3 separate regions of the Mus musculus genome follow, and regions 2 and 3 are each linked to region 1. A link is a contact called in public Hi-C data. All regions are on one chromosome and are shown on one strand. The core of a region is the stretch at or near the end of the contact, and the rest is flanking DNA. Distances in the headings are between cores, read along the strand shown.

Region 1 (4,965 bases), core at 1,660-4,159:
TCACTCCTCCCTGCAGTGGATGAAGGTTCCCTTCCACATTCTCACCAGCAGGAGCAGCCGCTTGTTTCAGTCATCTTGGTCACTCTAACTGAGACCACAAGCAATTTTAGTAAAGACCTTAAACGTTATCCTTTAGAATGCCTTCGCTTTATCCATAATTAAAACCAAATTCTGAAAGGAGAAGGAGGGGGGAGAGGAGGAGGGGAAAATAGGTGAAGGAAGAGGTAGAGGAGGAAGAAGAGGAAGGAGCAGGAAAAATTGGAATATATAAATATGCAAAACAGAGGAAGGGCCAAATCACTGGTTTCTCTTTTAAGATTCAGAGAAAACGTCCCTGTTTATCAAAGCTACTATCCATGGTACTAACTAGAATTCAAATAAGAAAACTCCTAAGACTTAGTAAAACCTTCATACAATTAAATAACATCTAGGTGTTTTTTTTTTTTTTGATTTTTTTAAATTTATTTTAGGGGAGAAGAGGGCTATGTTAAGAGATTTTTAAAAACCACTTCAGGTTACTTGGATGGCCCAACTGATTGCCATAAATTCTCTGTTTCGAGAATAATGAATACCTCTTTGGCAAGCTCATACCTACACCCTGGTCTAGCAGGGACAGCTGTTGCCCTATTTGAAGCCCAAGAAATCAGCACTCGTATCCAGTTCCTGCAAGACAGAAGACTTCTGGCAAAAATGGCAATGTTCTCTTACAAAAATAGTAAGCCATCATCTGGATAAAGTCAGGAAGGCTGATGGCTGCTGCCAAAGTGAGATTTTACAGTGCTGATGGGAAGTCAATACTAAATGAGACAGAAATCTTGATAAGGGATAATTTAGATTTAAGGAAGATGTGGAACATGCTGGATTCTAAATATTTAAAACAATTGCTTAGGCAAGCTGTGATGCTTTCTTTAAAAAAAATACTCAAATATTTTTGTTAGGTATACAACTGCAAAACGCTGTGTGTTAAAATAAAATCATATTTTAAAACAAGTCTATGTGACTACATGCATTCTTTTGAGGGATTTTTACCATGAAGTAGAACTGAAGAGGGAGGAAAGATTGGCAAGAAAAGTGAGATTAAGGATAGATCACATTTATTTTCAACAATATAGTGTGGTGATTATAAAACCCCACTGATCTGAAGCTATAAAATGTAGTATATATTCTTCTAGAGAAAACAACCAGTCTCCAAACATAAATAAGTAAGGAAGGAAATATGATTACTAATTTAAAAAAATTATTGTCATAACCTGGAAAGAAGAATTTCAAAGAATGCTATTCTAACAAAATCTTACAGCACTTTATGAAACTAAAACATAACTTTGAAATACACCCAAATTTCTTCTTGCAAGTTTATGTACAAGTCAAGCCAAGTATAAAAATGAAAGTATCATTATATTTCATATTACTGCTCGGGAATTCTGGGAGGTTTTCTCTTCCCAGGTACTCGGCAAAGGAAATAAGATCCCTCACTGAGAAACCAAGAGTGATATTAAATTTCAAAAAAAGCAAAGCAGAGATGCACAAATTCCCCCAACAGAGAAAAATATTACTCCCAAGTCAACACGGCCAGACTGCCATATTTGAATAAACAAACATATCTGGAGAAGGAAATATCAGCTAATAGAGAGTCAGTCAGCAAGAAAAGCATACAAAAGAAGATTCGTAGTGGCAAACATTGGCAGTGGCCTCTCAAGCACTGTCCAAGAGACAGGAAGTTTTTGGATGTCAGTCCATCCTCTCCAGATGGAATAGAAAGCCATCTCTTCCATGGGGATGAATGTGAGGAATGACATATCAAAGGATCTGGCAGCATTACTGGTCCACCATCAGTTACAGTCAGTATCCTAAAATGGAGGCAGCTAGATTCTTTATCTTGTTATATATAAACTTCAGTTTCTATAACTCTGCTTTGTCATCTTGATACATAATCTTCTAATACAAGTTACATATCTTTAGAAATAGAGTATGTCACACTGCATCAAGATTTCTTGAAAATTATTTCTTTCAATAAACCATTGTTACTTTATGGATCTGTGTTCTCTATCAAGGTGGGATCCATGGAAAAGCAATGTCTGAGGCACAAAGCTGTGGAAGCATATGATGGTTTGATGATGGTTTGATCTGCTCAAAATTCTGTGGTCCATATAGCCAATCTTGCCTATGAACATTCATGGTAATTTGCTACTTAAAAACCTATCAGCACACTCTCTCATCCAACACAGATTAAACTCATAGTGCTGCAAGACATTTGTAGTCATCTATCTAGTTTAATTTGGTATCTCTATGAAGAAAGAAACATAGATCCAAATGATGTACTTCTGATGAGTTCTACTCAGACTAGCCCACTTAGAATAGAATTAGAATTCATGATTCCCTCCTGCACTAACATAGCTATTTTCTAAGTACATGTCCTGGAGAAGGCACGCAGGAAGTATTGACTTACATACATATAATTATAAAAATGTCAGAGTTCTCATGGAGCTGTAGTAATATTGTGAACTAGGCAGTTTGTAGGCCCTACATATAGTTTCCAAAGTTTGTAGGCCCTACATAGTTTCCAAAGGCATGTTCAATATCCTGAACTATCTTTCCTAAAGCTAAGTAAATACTTACTGAAAGCCTAGGACAAAACCAAAAGTGATTCTATTGAGCCATATATATAGGAACCTCAGTGTGGAGTCAAAAAGGCTGATCTAGAGACTGACTTCCATGGCTACAGAATCTGTACAGCATACTGTACAAATGCTGTACAGATTCAAAGACAAAGGCAATAAGCAAATCATTGTCTTGCCTAGGTCAAATGCTTGGGTTATATGGGAAATTTTTATAGCAGACTACTCACAGGGAGAGGATACATTGAAATTTGAGAGGGCAGATGGTACATGGAGATTAACTTGGCTCCAGTTTGCAACTCTGACTCCAATGACCAGGACAGATTCTAGTCCTGCTGTGGAAAACGTCAAAATCAGTCCCTAGGTCTATGGCAACTGGTTTTGCTAGGATGTGTACAAATAAAGTCACTTGAGCACCTTTGGAAGCCCAGAATAATATAGAACCAAAGTAAGTTTCACTCTAGTTGTAGGGTGGTTAGTTTTCCGGCAAGTTCTCATATTCAACTCCAGGAGTTAGCAATGTCTTTGGAACTACAGACAGTGATGAGATTGATCTTGTTGTAGACTGCTAATCTACCTTCAACTGCTGCTTGATACTGAAACTCAAAGAAAGAGATTTTTAAAACTACGTCTTTGCTATTGCTCACGAATTCTTAGAACTCTGCTGACCTGGATCTGGGTTTGCCAACTGCATTTGGTTTTTAGTAGTCTCCAGTTAGCTGACAAAGGCTAGCTGCAGATGGGAATTCACCATGATATTTTTTATATTGCCTAGAGGCTGGTTAGAAAGTTACTGGCACCCAGAGTTTTCATCACTTAGAAGCCTAACTTGAGTCTTCTTTCTTTCTGTGGCACTGAGTTGGGCTCCAAGAGAGCTATCAGAATTACTGAAGACTTGTGGAGATCAACATTCAACACTGATACACTGGCGGGCCCCTCCATCATTCCACTGCCCAAAGCCACAAGTATGATTCAGAATCAAGCAGTGGAAATGGATTCCACTCTGGGTTAGCAAAGGCAGCAAAATTACCCTGAGGAAGTCTTGGTGTGCAAAAAGTATAGAAATAACTTCTGTACCACGTGACAATCTGTCACATTCTGACACGCAGACGCACTTGTTCAAAGAGGGAAGTGGAGTATAGGGCATAAGTGGGGCCAGGTGGCATAAAACGCTTCTCCACTGTCAGCTATGAAATTGTTTTTTTCTTTTCAAATGCTGATCTCAGTTGTTGATAATGGATAGGGATATTACTATAAAGACTTTTAGAGTAGAAGTAACCAAAAAACTGTCTCATAGTGAGGTCAAAATTGAACAGGAGCTTGAAAACTAGTTTCCTGTGGCTGCTTCTGTTAATTGAGTATCACTTGGTTCATTACAGCTACTTAGTATTTGCTCTTGTGCATCTAAATGGACCAGATGCTTGATAGCAATGGCAACTCTGAAAGGTTTGTGGAAGCCATTTTGCAAACAGAATCAACTTTCTTTCATGTTACATAGCTTTGAATAGACCTGCTATATTCTTATCCCTCTCCCACTCTCCTTCTCCCTCTCCCTCTCCCTCCCCCTCCCCTCCCCCTCTCCCTCTCCTCTCCCTCTCCTCCCTCTCCTCTCCCTCTCCCTTTTCCTCTCCATTTTGCACCTCCCTCCTTTATCCCCTCCCCCAGAAGAGATAAATTTATCAGTTTCTTCTAATCCTCGTGCTCAGAGATCCTTACCTGCAATAGAATCATTCTTGGTCTTATCCCAGGGAATATTTAAAAATTGTGTAGCTAGCCTTAAGAAATTGGTTTAGGTTGAAGAACAAGGGTTTGTGGCACCAAGGGTGGGTGAGGGGCAAAAGGTTAAGGAATACTCTACTGAACAACCTTCCTCAACCCCTTGATAACTTTTCCTAATTTATCTCTATATAGGTATAAACATGATGCTTCCTGAGTACCTTCTCTTTAGTAACAACAGTGTCCTTCTATATAAAGAATATTCTTTTCCCTAAAGAATATCTTTTAATATTCATTTTCTTTGTCATATGAAAACAAATAAACAAAAAGGGTCAACTCCATATGGTCAAGTTAGAAAAAAAAAAAAAAAACTACAGTGTTGTGGGAAATATTAAAAAAATGTGCTGGCATGTTCCAACATTAGTGCTGGCAACTGGCAGGCCACACTATGTCCCAGCAGGGTCCCACCAGCTCTGTTCCACATTAGAGTAACCAAATTGATCCACCAACCTCATGGTTAGATATCACATACCCAGTAACCTGGCAAAATCAAAACCCTTAAGGCTTATAATTAACCAATCAGATGTATGTATCAATAAAATCACAATTAACAAGATGCCAATACAATAACTTC
Region 2 (4,965 bases), core at 1,523-4,022, 700 kb before region 1:
CCTTTATCCACTTTACAGAGGAAAACACACTTTTTATGCTATTTATATTAAAATGGTTTCTAATGTATTATAGGAAGGCTTTCATTTTTCAGCTCTTCTGTAGGTAGCCTTTCCCTGCAGTTAATGATACATTTAATTGCTTAAGAACTGGGAAACTGGTAACTAGAGACTGAGCGTTAAATTGTTAAAAGTCAGGGAAAACCTATTTTCTGCTTTTCTCATAATTTTTTCTAAGTAAACTTAGAGACAAATCCAATTTTTAAAATAACAAACTACTAACCAAAGCAGCCAGCTTAATATATCTAACACAGTTCTGGTGATTTTTAGGATCTTAACTGGAAAGGAAAAGAAAGAAGTAGACCAGGAAACCCAGAGATACATACAGCAGGACATTCAAATGTACTGACACTAAGAAGATTGTGGTCTTTCACACATGCTATAAATAAGCTATACACCAATTGAGGCCCTGTTTATATAGGGCTTTTTGTACTATGTCAGTATTTAGAGGATTTGGAGCATTATCTTTGGCTATGAAACCTGGCTCATGACCAGTCTCTGCCTCTCTATTAACTTAGTTAAGTTTTCCTCAAATACCAGGGGATAACACATACAAACAGTAAATATACATAGGAATGATCATTTAAGAAATTATTTCATGCAGTTGTTTATGGGAATATTTTTGTTTCGACAGGACCCACAAAACTCACTTCGTTAAGCTGCAAAGCAAAACTAAATAGAGATGAGCTGTCAGTTGGCTTCTCAGACATCACATGAATGTTCTTCGACGAATAGTCTGAACACTTGAGGTTACAAATTACTATGGCCATATGCACCACACAGACCCCTTGTAAAATGCTAGTGAGACTCTTTCATAAGCACGCTAAACTGTAGCATCTTCAAGAAACACTTTTTTTTTTTTTTTTTGCACAGTAAACCAACTTCTCAGATCACAGGACTTGTCATTCTAAATATCAGAGGTTTTTATCACTTAGCATAAACTCATCAGGAAATACTGGTCCGAATGGAGTTCAGAAACAAAGAAATGTGGTCATTTTTCTTATTTCAAAGGAATTAGCTGTAAGAAATCAGAAGCACTGCCGCCTTAGGTAGTTTCTGTGACAGGAGGCTACGTAACGCTCCGCTCCGTGCTTGCTAACTCGTGTTCTCCCCGAAGGCTTTCCTTGGCTTCCTCTTGTAAAGGATTCTCACTAGATCTTTTCACTCTGGAATGGAATTCACTCTACTTGTTTGCTCGCTCTTCTCTCTCTCTCTCTCTCTCTCTCTCTCTCTCTCTCTCTCTCTCTCTCTCTCTCTCCCTCTCCCTCTCTCTCTCTCCTCTCCCCTCTCCCCTCTCTCCCTCTCTCCCTCCCTCTCTATCTATCTATTCTTTCCTTTAAGAAAGTGTTTCTTATGGAGATTTCCTTTTTCTTCTTCTAGGAAGTATGTAGAGCCCCTTTCAGAAAATTGAACTGAGTAATTAAGCTCAGATTCTGATTCCTGTTGAAGTGTACGGGCAGAAAGTTTTGCCCTGTAAACAAAAATGGATTCAGAATTTTCTGAAAACATTGTGAACTAAGGGTTTAGAAGATATAAGACTCAGCAATGAAGCAAAGACATTTGTATGAATTTTTTTCATTTATTTATTATTAATTTATTTATTCACTTTACATCCAGATTGCAGTCCCCCATCAGTCCCACCCTCACAAACCCATCCCTTCATTACCCCCTCCCCTTCTCCTCAGAGAAGGAGAAGTCCACCGTGAGTACTAACCTGTCCTGGCACATCATGTTGCACCAGGACTAAATGCACTCACTCCCATCGAGGCCAGTCAAGGCAGCCTAGCTAGGGTAAGGGGGCCCAAAGGCGGAGCAAAAGGATTCTTATAGTCTTTAGCATTCCTGGGGTGTGGACTGTGTTTCCTAAGGTCTGCTATGGTTGGACTCTGCAGCAACTTACACCAGCACATGATGTCAGCCATCAGACTAAATAGTCCTGGCCATCCAGATTTCAAAGGACCAGTCAAGGGGTGACATTGCACTGAAAGAGCAAGCTGTCAAGAATTTTACCCGCTGCTGATAAACTGATTATAGAGCTGCTTAAGACTCTGCTTGTAAACAAAAGCATTTATCAACTAATAATTTGCAATAAACTCATGCAACTCCCAGCTGAGCCCCTAACTGTAATTGTCTTTACCATCTGCCTATTAAAATACCATTCTTCATCAGCAATCAGGAGCAGAAGGGAGGAAATCTCCACCAAAATACACAACTTGCAAGCTTATGAATAATCGGAGTGCATTCTGCACTTTCATTTCTGACTTGTGTGTTGGGTGTTCTTAATTTAAATTCTTGCCCAGCCTGGGAGGCTCAGAAATCAGGTGGAGGGGAAAAGAGGAGGGGAGGGGGAACTGACACACTGTGCCTGCTGCTCTGCAGAGGCATAAATTATACAAGTTCATCATAGGAGGCTGTTTTTAATTTCTTTTTCCCTCTTTCCATTTCTCTGTGTAATATGCATTGCAGGATCACAATGAAGCTCCCTTAAGCACCAGGCTAGAAATGAGCCTCTCAGTGCCTCTGTCAACTTGTCCATTTCTATTAGACTTCTTTGTTTTGCCTTTCTATTTATTTATTTTTTTAATTCCCAGAAAGTAATCGATTTTTCTCTAGGGAGCTAGATCAAAAGTGTGACACCAGTGGATGAGGTGAAAGACTGGCATCCCCTGCAGCAACTGGTCAGATCCCTGGAACAGAAATGCCAGCATTTGGCAGGAACCTGAGTTTTCAGCCTTGATTTGCAATCACTCAGAGATACTGCCCAGTTACAGCTCTCGTTGTGTCCTGTGTCCTGTGTGCTAGGAGATGTCCTGTACACGTCACCTCTGAGAGATGGGCTTCAGCATCAGCCACATGAAGCACTCAGAACTCCCCTAAGTGATGATCTTAAGAGATCTGTGGGCAAAAGCAGCCAGGAGAGGGGATTGCATCTTTCTGCAAGCCATCTTTAGTCAACATATTCCATACCTTGGTAAAGTTTATTAGCTTTTAAATATATTTACCCAAATGTTCTCCTAACAAAACATGATACTTATCAAAAAAAAAAAAATCCCAACAACCATACAGTATTAAGCAATCTGTGATGCTTGGAAAATTAAAAATTATAAGTACTATGCATTATTTTCATGCTCTTTTGTTGCCCAGAGCATGTTTCCTGTTTCAGTGTTTCTCTCTTCTCAGGGAGCATTTTATCTGTCCATAAAAGCTCAGTAATTCTGAAGGAGATCATGGGTCGAATGTGTCCTACAGTAAACAATGGCTATCATTTGTAATTAGGGTTCAAGTTCTAAAGATGACAATGTGTGTTGGGTTTTCTTATTGCAACATATAATTTTAAATTAATGTTTATGCTTTTATTTCACTTTATATGAGCTTTCCTTTGAGTAATTATTTTTCTTTACAATCAACTGTTAAATATAACGGAACTAATAATTTCCCGCTGTGGAAAAATGACAATGGCGTGCATGCACCTGTTTTTTACTCTATCTGGTTTGGCAAACAAAGTTAATGGGAAACAGGGATTCTAACTTTCTTCCCGGGCTGGGGAGGACCGGAAGTGTAGGCAGAACTGCGTGAGATTCTGTTGCTTTAGCATTGGAAACATGAAATATTTGAACAAAGCCTTGTTATCAATTTCAAGTAACACAAAAATCATCCATGATGCTAATAGTGCGATGTACAATTTCTACCAAAACATCTTTTCTTTTTATCCACTTTTCCAGAATTGAAAATTCTTTAAATTGTGGAGCTTTAAAATTTTTTTTTAAAAGATGAGTAGCAGCTGTGGGTCGTGGTTGTGCTTCGGTGCGCTGTGACTTAGTGTGTCTTTTATTATGTTTAAGGAAGCTCATAACTAGTATAGTTTTAGTAATTATATGTTATTTAAGATTATATAATCTAATACATAAGATTAAAATCTGGTGTCTCTTTTTCTTTTCTTTTCTTTCTTTCTTTTTTTATTTAAAAGGTTTATTTATTTTATGTATTCACCATTGTTCTCTTCAGACACCAGAAGAGGGCATCAGACCCTATTTCAGATGGTTGTGAGCCACCATGTGGTTGCTAGGAATTGAACTCAGGACCTCTGGAAGAGCAAGCAGTCAGTGCTCTTAACCACTGAGCCATCTCTCCAGCCCAAATCTGACATTCTTAAGTTGCTCATAAACGTATAGAACAGTGGTGTGATGCTTCATTTATTTGGGTTCTATTTCATTAATTTTTGCTTACGTCATGGTGTAGGTAAATTCAGAGAATTTTAATAATTCTAACTTAACCTTTAAAGCATAATTTATTTTTATTTCAAGTGTGTGACTGTTTTGCATACATGTATATCTGTGTACCATGTGTATGCCGGTGCCCAAGGAGGCAAGAAAACCATCAGATCCCCCAGTACCTGAGCTGTGGATGAATGTGAACTGCTGTGTAAGTTCTGGGAATTGAAGCTGGGTTCTTTGTAAGTGCAGCCAGTGCTCTAACCACTGGGCAATCTCTATTCACAGCCCTAATTTTTGCATTAGTATCTAAAACTTTCACGATAGTTTATTACAAATAAAATCTTTTTTGAAAAGCCACAGTATTTCTACCATAAGGCAAATTGTAGCATTATGATATAACAGTTTGTAATAATAAATACTTCCAGGTAAAATATGGATATTTATAGCTCATTTATAAATAATGCAACTTTTGACTTTATTCATGATACTCTCTCTGTGCATTGACATAAGATTATCGATGTGTGTATTAGAATATTATTTATAGATATAACTATATATGTGATCTTTAATAATTTACATATCTTTTCTAATCTTAATTTTGAATGACTGACTTGTTAGGGAAGAATATAGTGTTGAAAAAAGAAACAGCCAGCAGGTGGCGCTCAGTGCACACTGTGAAGGAAAGACCGAGGAA
Region 3 (4,965 bases), core at 693-3,192, 680 kb before region 1:
GTGCTCCCCTTTCCTAAACTGTCCCCCACTTTCTCCTGCACGGGATTCTTCTTCCTTCAGCCTGCCTCATACAGATGGCAAGGTTCTTTTTGGGTTACATTGTTCTGTCTGTCTGATACTTTCTCCACACCATGGCTACTCTTATCCATGGCCAACACATTCTCCGAGCATATAGCACGCACCAGAATCTATTATTCAGCATTCTGACTCTTCCCAGATAAGCCCTGGCACTCTCCCTGGATGGTATCTACTCACTGGTGCATTGTTGAATTCAGACAATTCGGTTGAACCTGCTGTACCTGTGGGAAGGAAGCCCTTCTGTCTTGTGCACAGTCTTATCCGTAAAGCCCACCAGAATGTCCACAACAAGTAGGCAAGCATAAAAATGTGCTAAATGAAGGAATGCCATTATTCTCATAAATGGTCAGGAACATTAAGGGGGCACCATTACTGCAGGCACTAATGAGCAAGGTATGAAAGAGAGGGGCCATGGTGGATGGAATGAATTCTTGGTTGAATTCACTCGTGCATAAATGTATCCATCATTTTATCATGTCTTTTTAGGATTATACTTTATGATATTGAAAGGTCAAGTTCCTTGACTCTGGGAACATACTATACAATTGGGTAATGAACACAGCTAAACACACAAGCACAATTGTGTCTGTGTTATTCACACACAATTCTGATATCAGGCCCAGTCATACAGTAGTGCTTGCTAATGCAGTTTAAGGGAGTAGAAAAATCACTGTGCCATCAGTGGTAGGAAGCTTGAAGAAGGGAGATGGGATTTGAGTGGATGCATTAAAACCCTGTGAGGCTGATTTTTCAGGCAGTGAGTGAGTGGTCTTGCAGTAATGAAAACCTGCTCACTAGTTTTGTGTTTACCTTTGTCCATGGCAAGAGAGCTGCACTCTTCTGCCACAATGCAGATAATACAGGAGACTGTGAGGGGTGTGTGTGTGTGTGTGTGTGTGTGTGTGTGTGTGTGTGTGTGTGAATGGGTGGAGATTAGATTCTCAGGCTAAATGGTAGTTTGTTCAAGTTTTGTGAAGACATGGCTTAGCTTCAAAATTCTTGGGGCTTGGAAGGAGAAGGAGAATCAAATGAGGAGGAAAAACAGAGCACACTATGCTTTTCCACCCTAAAGTAGCCCCAGACTACTGCCAGGTAGCTACCGAATACACAAGAATATCCCTGGAGTATGTTGAATTGGCTAAGTCAGATAAGGACATCAGTAGATTTGCTAACTATTATTACACATGTCACTTCGGGGACTTACCCATGTCTTTTGAATTGTACTCATAAAATGCATTCTAAATACAGTTAGCTTTTGTCCTGAGTACGAAGAAAATTTTAATTTGGATTTAGGTTTTCATTTTTAATTACACAGGTGACTGCTTAAGTATATCCATTAATATAGGAAATTAAAATGTTTACTTAATAATTTGGAATTCACTGTTGTTTTATAAACAGACCAAATGAACCTCGTGTAATCTGTTTCTAGAGTAACGCATATGCACTTGGCCAGTGCAGGGTTATCTGTCTCCAACTTATACGTGTAATATGCAATGAGAGTAAGTGATGGGCCTGCTATAAATTTTCAGATAAAATGCCTTTAGACATTGCTCTAACAAGACTCACATGCTATTAGTATTCTCCCCGGGATCAATTTTAAAAGTTGTAACATAATAAAAAACGGTTGGACTATATTTTCCTACAGCTTTCGTTTTATTATGTTGCATGAAATATGCCTTTATTGGCTATAGCATTACTGGAGGTAAAATATACCCGGTACTGAAAAATTCTGTCACTTTGTATTAGCTGTAAATTATTGACTAGTATAAACCCTAATTTCATTTGTCACATTCTGTTGCATTGCTGCTCGTCCCTGTTCCCATTCTGTCATTCTGGCAGGCCCGTGCTGCCCCAGGTATCACGGCATCGCCATCTGCACCCGACATCTGTCTCTCTATTGATCACACGGGTTTAGCACTTGATCAAACAGAGCACAACAGAATACATCTCTTTTTGCAATACTGCCAATGCCAACTGCTGCACAAAATCTATGACAAAAGCCTCCCTTTACCTAGTTTGGAATCTGCATTTCTGCGGCTCTGCCTTGCTCTCAAACTCAGTGTTTCCTCTTTTCTTTTATACTGAGCAGGATTTACATTAACACAAATCCATTGTGTATATATTTGAGAATTAACCAGACTGAATGAGGCCCAAGCCAGTGAAGAAAAATAGAGACCAGGATACTTATGGAATTAATTCATGTTGGTTAGGCCTACCTAGGTAAATATCCTTGTCTCCTTTATTTGTTTTGAGGACGTTTGTGACTACATAAAATCTTTTCTGGCCGGAGGAAACGAACATTCCATGTTGTGTTACCTGATTTAGAGATACCTAGACTTTCCCTTGTGGGGCAGCCCTGGAGAAGGCTATGGAAGCAAACATAGATTTCTAGTTAGCTGCAGGGGAAAACAGGGTATTTTCAAAAGGGCTACGGAGGTGTTACCCGTGTGACTTTCACTGTCCTTAAGGAGGGACCACATGCACAATCAGAAAAACCAGTGCCAAGATGTTGCAGAAAACAAGCAACACAATGGAAAGATAAGGCTATGGGGAGACATTAAAAGAAGGGAAAAACCAGAGCGGCAGCCAGCCAGCCTTTCAACTTCCCAGGAACACAATGGTAGGATTAAGGTCTGCAGTTATGTTTGCTCTCATATTTTCACACTTTCCACCGTGAGACAAATTGTTTCCAGAGAGAATATCTTACACTCACCGTGTAAACAAATAAATAAAAATGCCCTTAAATTTTTAAGACTGATAGCCATATCATGTTTAAAACCTATTCAATATCTTACCAGCCAGAGATTGCATACTTTATTTATAGCCTCACAAATTACCTTGCGGGGGAGGGGGACAGAGTGAAAGCTTCTGCCTTAAAAATGATCAAGTTTTTTCTTTTAATTTTAACTGAATAATGGTGGTTATAAAATTGGAAACCACTGTTTTAAAAAAGAGGCAGTATTAGTTATAAGACAAGTGGTTTCTATGTATTATTCATTCGGTGTTTTGTAGCCAAATACATTAGATTATATAGTGGTGCCAACAAATTAATATTTTAGCGCTAATTGAAATTGTTCTTTCCACAAAGATTAAGCCTTTTCTACCCACCGCACTTCAGTCATTAAATAACACTTTTAATGCCTTGTTGAAATGATGTCTGACATTAATACAAAGCTATATTAAAGCACTCAAATGACCAGTTCTTTTGTGATGTATTCTATATGATCACACACTGGGTCAGAGTGGGCAGTATGCATGAAGTGGTATCAAATGGAAGCTAATTAAAATATATTCTTTATAGAACTTTACAGAGAAAAGGAGCAGCAATCATCAGAAGGAATTCTGAAAATGGCACTTTTAAAAGACTTGCAGCATGCTTTCTTCTTCTCGTGTAAGGGTGATTTTTGACATAAAGGTTTTATTGTGGGCTCAAACCTTCAGCTGGAAAATAATTTTTATGGTGTCAATAAAATTGTAAAAACACTTTCAGATGCTCTTTAAATATAATTTTTATTTCCTGGAAAATCATATTTCGTTTTCTAAACAGAGCTTTTTGGTATTTGCTACCTTCCCTTCCAACTAAAGTCTTGAGGTCAGTGTTAGTAGGTTTTCTTTTTTTGTATGTTTGCATCACTCTGTTTCTCTGTTAGGACCATTGCTATAGCACACTTGCATGCACACAAACACACACAACCGCAAACCACACACACACATGCACGCACACACACATAAACACACACGCACGCACTAGGCATCTAATCACACACACACTGGATACACAAACACCAGAAACACACACACACACACACACAGTCATACACACACACACACACACCAAACACACACACAAACACCAGAAACACATACACACACCAGACACACTGTCATACACAAACACACACACCCCAGAAACACACATACCAAACACACACACACACACACACACACACACACACACACACACGCACACACACACTTACTTCTCCAGACTGTCACACAATGTAGAAGACCAGTTCAGTTTATATCCTCATAGTAGGTCAGCTATACCCAGGGCCAGTTTTGCAGTAGGCACGTATGAGCTTACAAACCATGTCCTGGCGTTATTTTCTGTTATCTCTCAGACACAAATGTGTTAAGAAAAACAAAACAAAATAAATCCTGTATATTTCTGTAATACTGATGGGAAATTCAATTGCACATGATAATTTCATTTACCATTGTAATGACAGTCAGAGTAATGATTTAGCAAGTAGTGCTCACAATATTTAGGAAAAAATGAGTTGAAAATATAAAAAACAATTAAAAAAAACAGAATATGAGAAATGTACCAAGGACAAGAGAACAAAACACTTAGGGTAAATACTCAGCCTGTAGAAGCAAACCCAATCTCCACTTGAACATTCCATATTTAACTGAGAGTGATTATTTAGCATGAGTGGGAATTAAAGCACTATTGTTATTTCTGTATGTAGTTATATTTGTCCTGGTATTTCTTGGTGGAAGTATGAATTGTTACTGCTACTGAATGACAGAGTACTATACAACGATCACTCAGTAATATGAAGTTGGGTTTTGCATTTTAAAATGTTGAGACAGGTAAGTAAGACTATCAAATACTATTTTATTTTAAGTTTACTTAAAAGTTATTAATTACTTCAGGGATTTTGCATCAGTCATCTATAATTTAGAAACTGAAGCTTCTTATTCTTATCCATACATTTGTTTTTCTCATGGAGCATCTACTAAAGTAAGTCAGACCACTGACAGTCACCCTAATTCTAAAGGAATCAGAAAGAGTTATGTAAAGCTGAAGACTTGCCAAGATAATGTTCAACCTACTGTGGATGGATGGAGAGGTCAGGTATGTGAACTGCTGGAGGAATCAGG

Evidence for each region. Hi-C and Micro-C count contacts between places; a contact is called where the count stands out from the background.
Region 2: a Hi-C map of cerebellar granule neurons shows a contact between it and region 1, with 4 times the contacts expected there. The contact joins two enhancer-like sites. A contact is called at or near these places in 2 of 15 datasets of contacts at CTCF or cohesin (the NIH/3T3 cell line and pro-B cells) and 3 of 484 Hi-C or Micro-C datasets (cardiomyocytes, cerebellar granule neurons and cerebral cortex).
Region 3: a contact with region 1 is called in a Hi-C map of cerebellar granule neurons, with 2.6 times the contacts expected there. The contact joins two enhancer-like sites. A contact is called at or near these places in 2 of 15 datasets of contacts at CTCF or cohesin (the NIH/3T3 cell line and pro-B cells) and 2 of 484 Hi-C or Micro-C datasets (cerebellar granule neurons and cerebral cortex).

Annotation. Positions count from the first base shown.
Region 1 is chr15:40,384,670-40,389,634 of GRCm38.p6, reverse strand. No RefSeq gene overlaps it. Among named protein-coding and RNA genes, the nearest start is that of Gm41311, 44 kb to the right of the region's middle. Within about 2 kb of position 2,909, at least 2 of the 459 cell types and tissues checked have an H3K27ac peak or open chromatin away from gene starts, as enhancers often do. A contact at or near this core is called in cerebellar granule neurons, where this site is marked.
Region 2 is chr15:41,079,793-41,084,757 of GRCm38.p6, reverse strand. All of the region lies in intron 5 of Zfpm2 (zinc finger protein, multitype 2), which reads right to left. Among named protein-coding and RNA genes, the nearest start is that of Gm46502, 92 kb to the left of the region's middle. Within about 2 kb of position 2,772, at least 7 of the 459 cell types and tissues checked have an H3K27ac peak or open chromatin away from gene starts, as enhancers often do. A contact at or near this core is called in cerebellar granule neurons, where this site is marked.
Region 3 is chr15:41,061,313-41,066,277 of GRCm38.p6, reverse strand. All of the region lies in intron 5 of Zfpm2 (zinc finger protein, multitype 2), which reads right to left. Among named protein-coding and RNA genes, the nearest start is that of Gm46502, 110 kb to the left of the region's middle. Within about 2 kb of position 1,942, at least 8 of the 459 cell types and tissues checked have an H3K27ac peak or open chromatin away from gene starts, as enhancers often do. A contact at or near this core is called in cerebellar granule neurons, where this site is marked.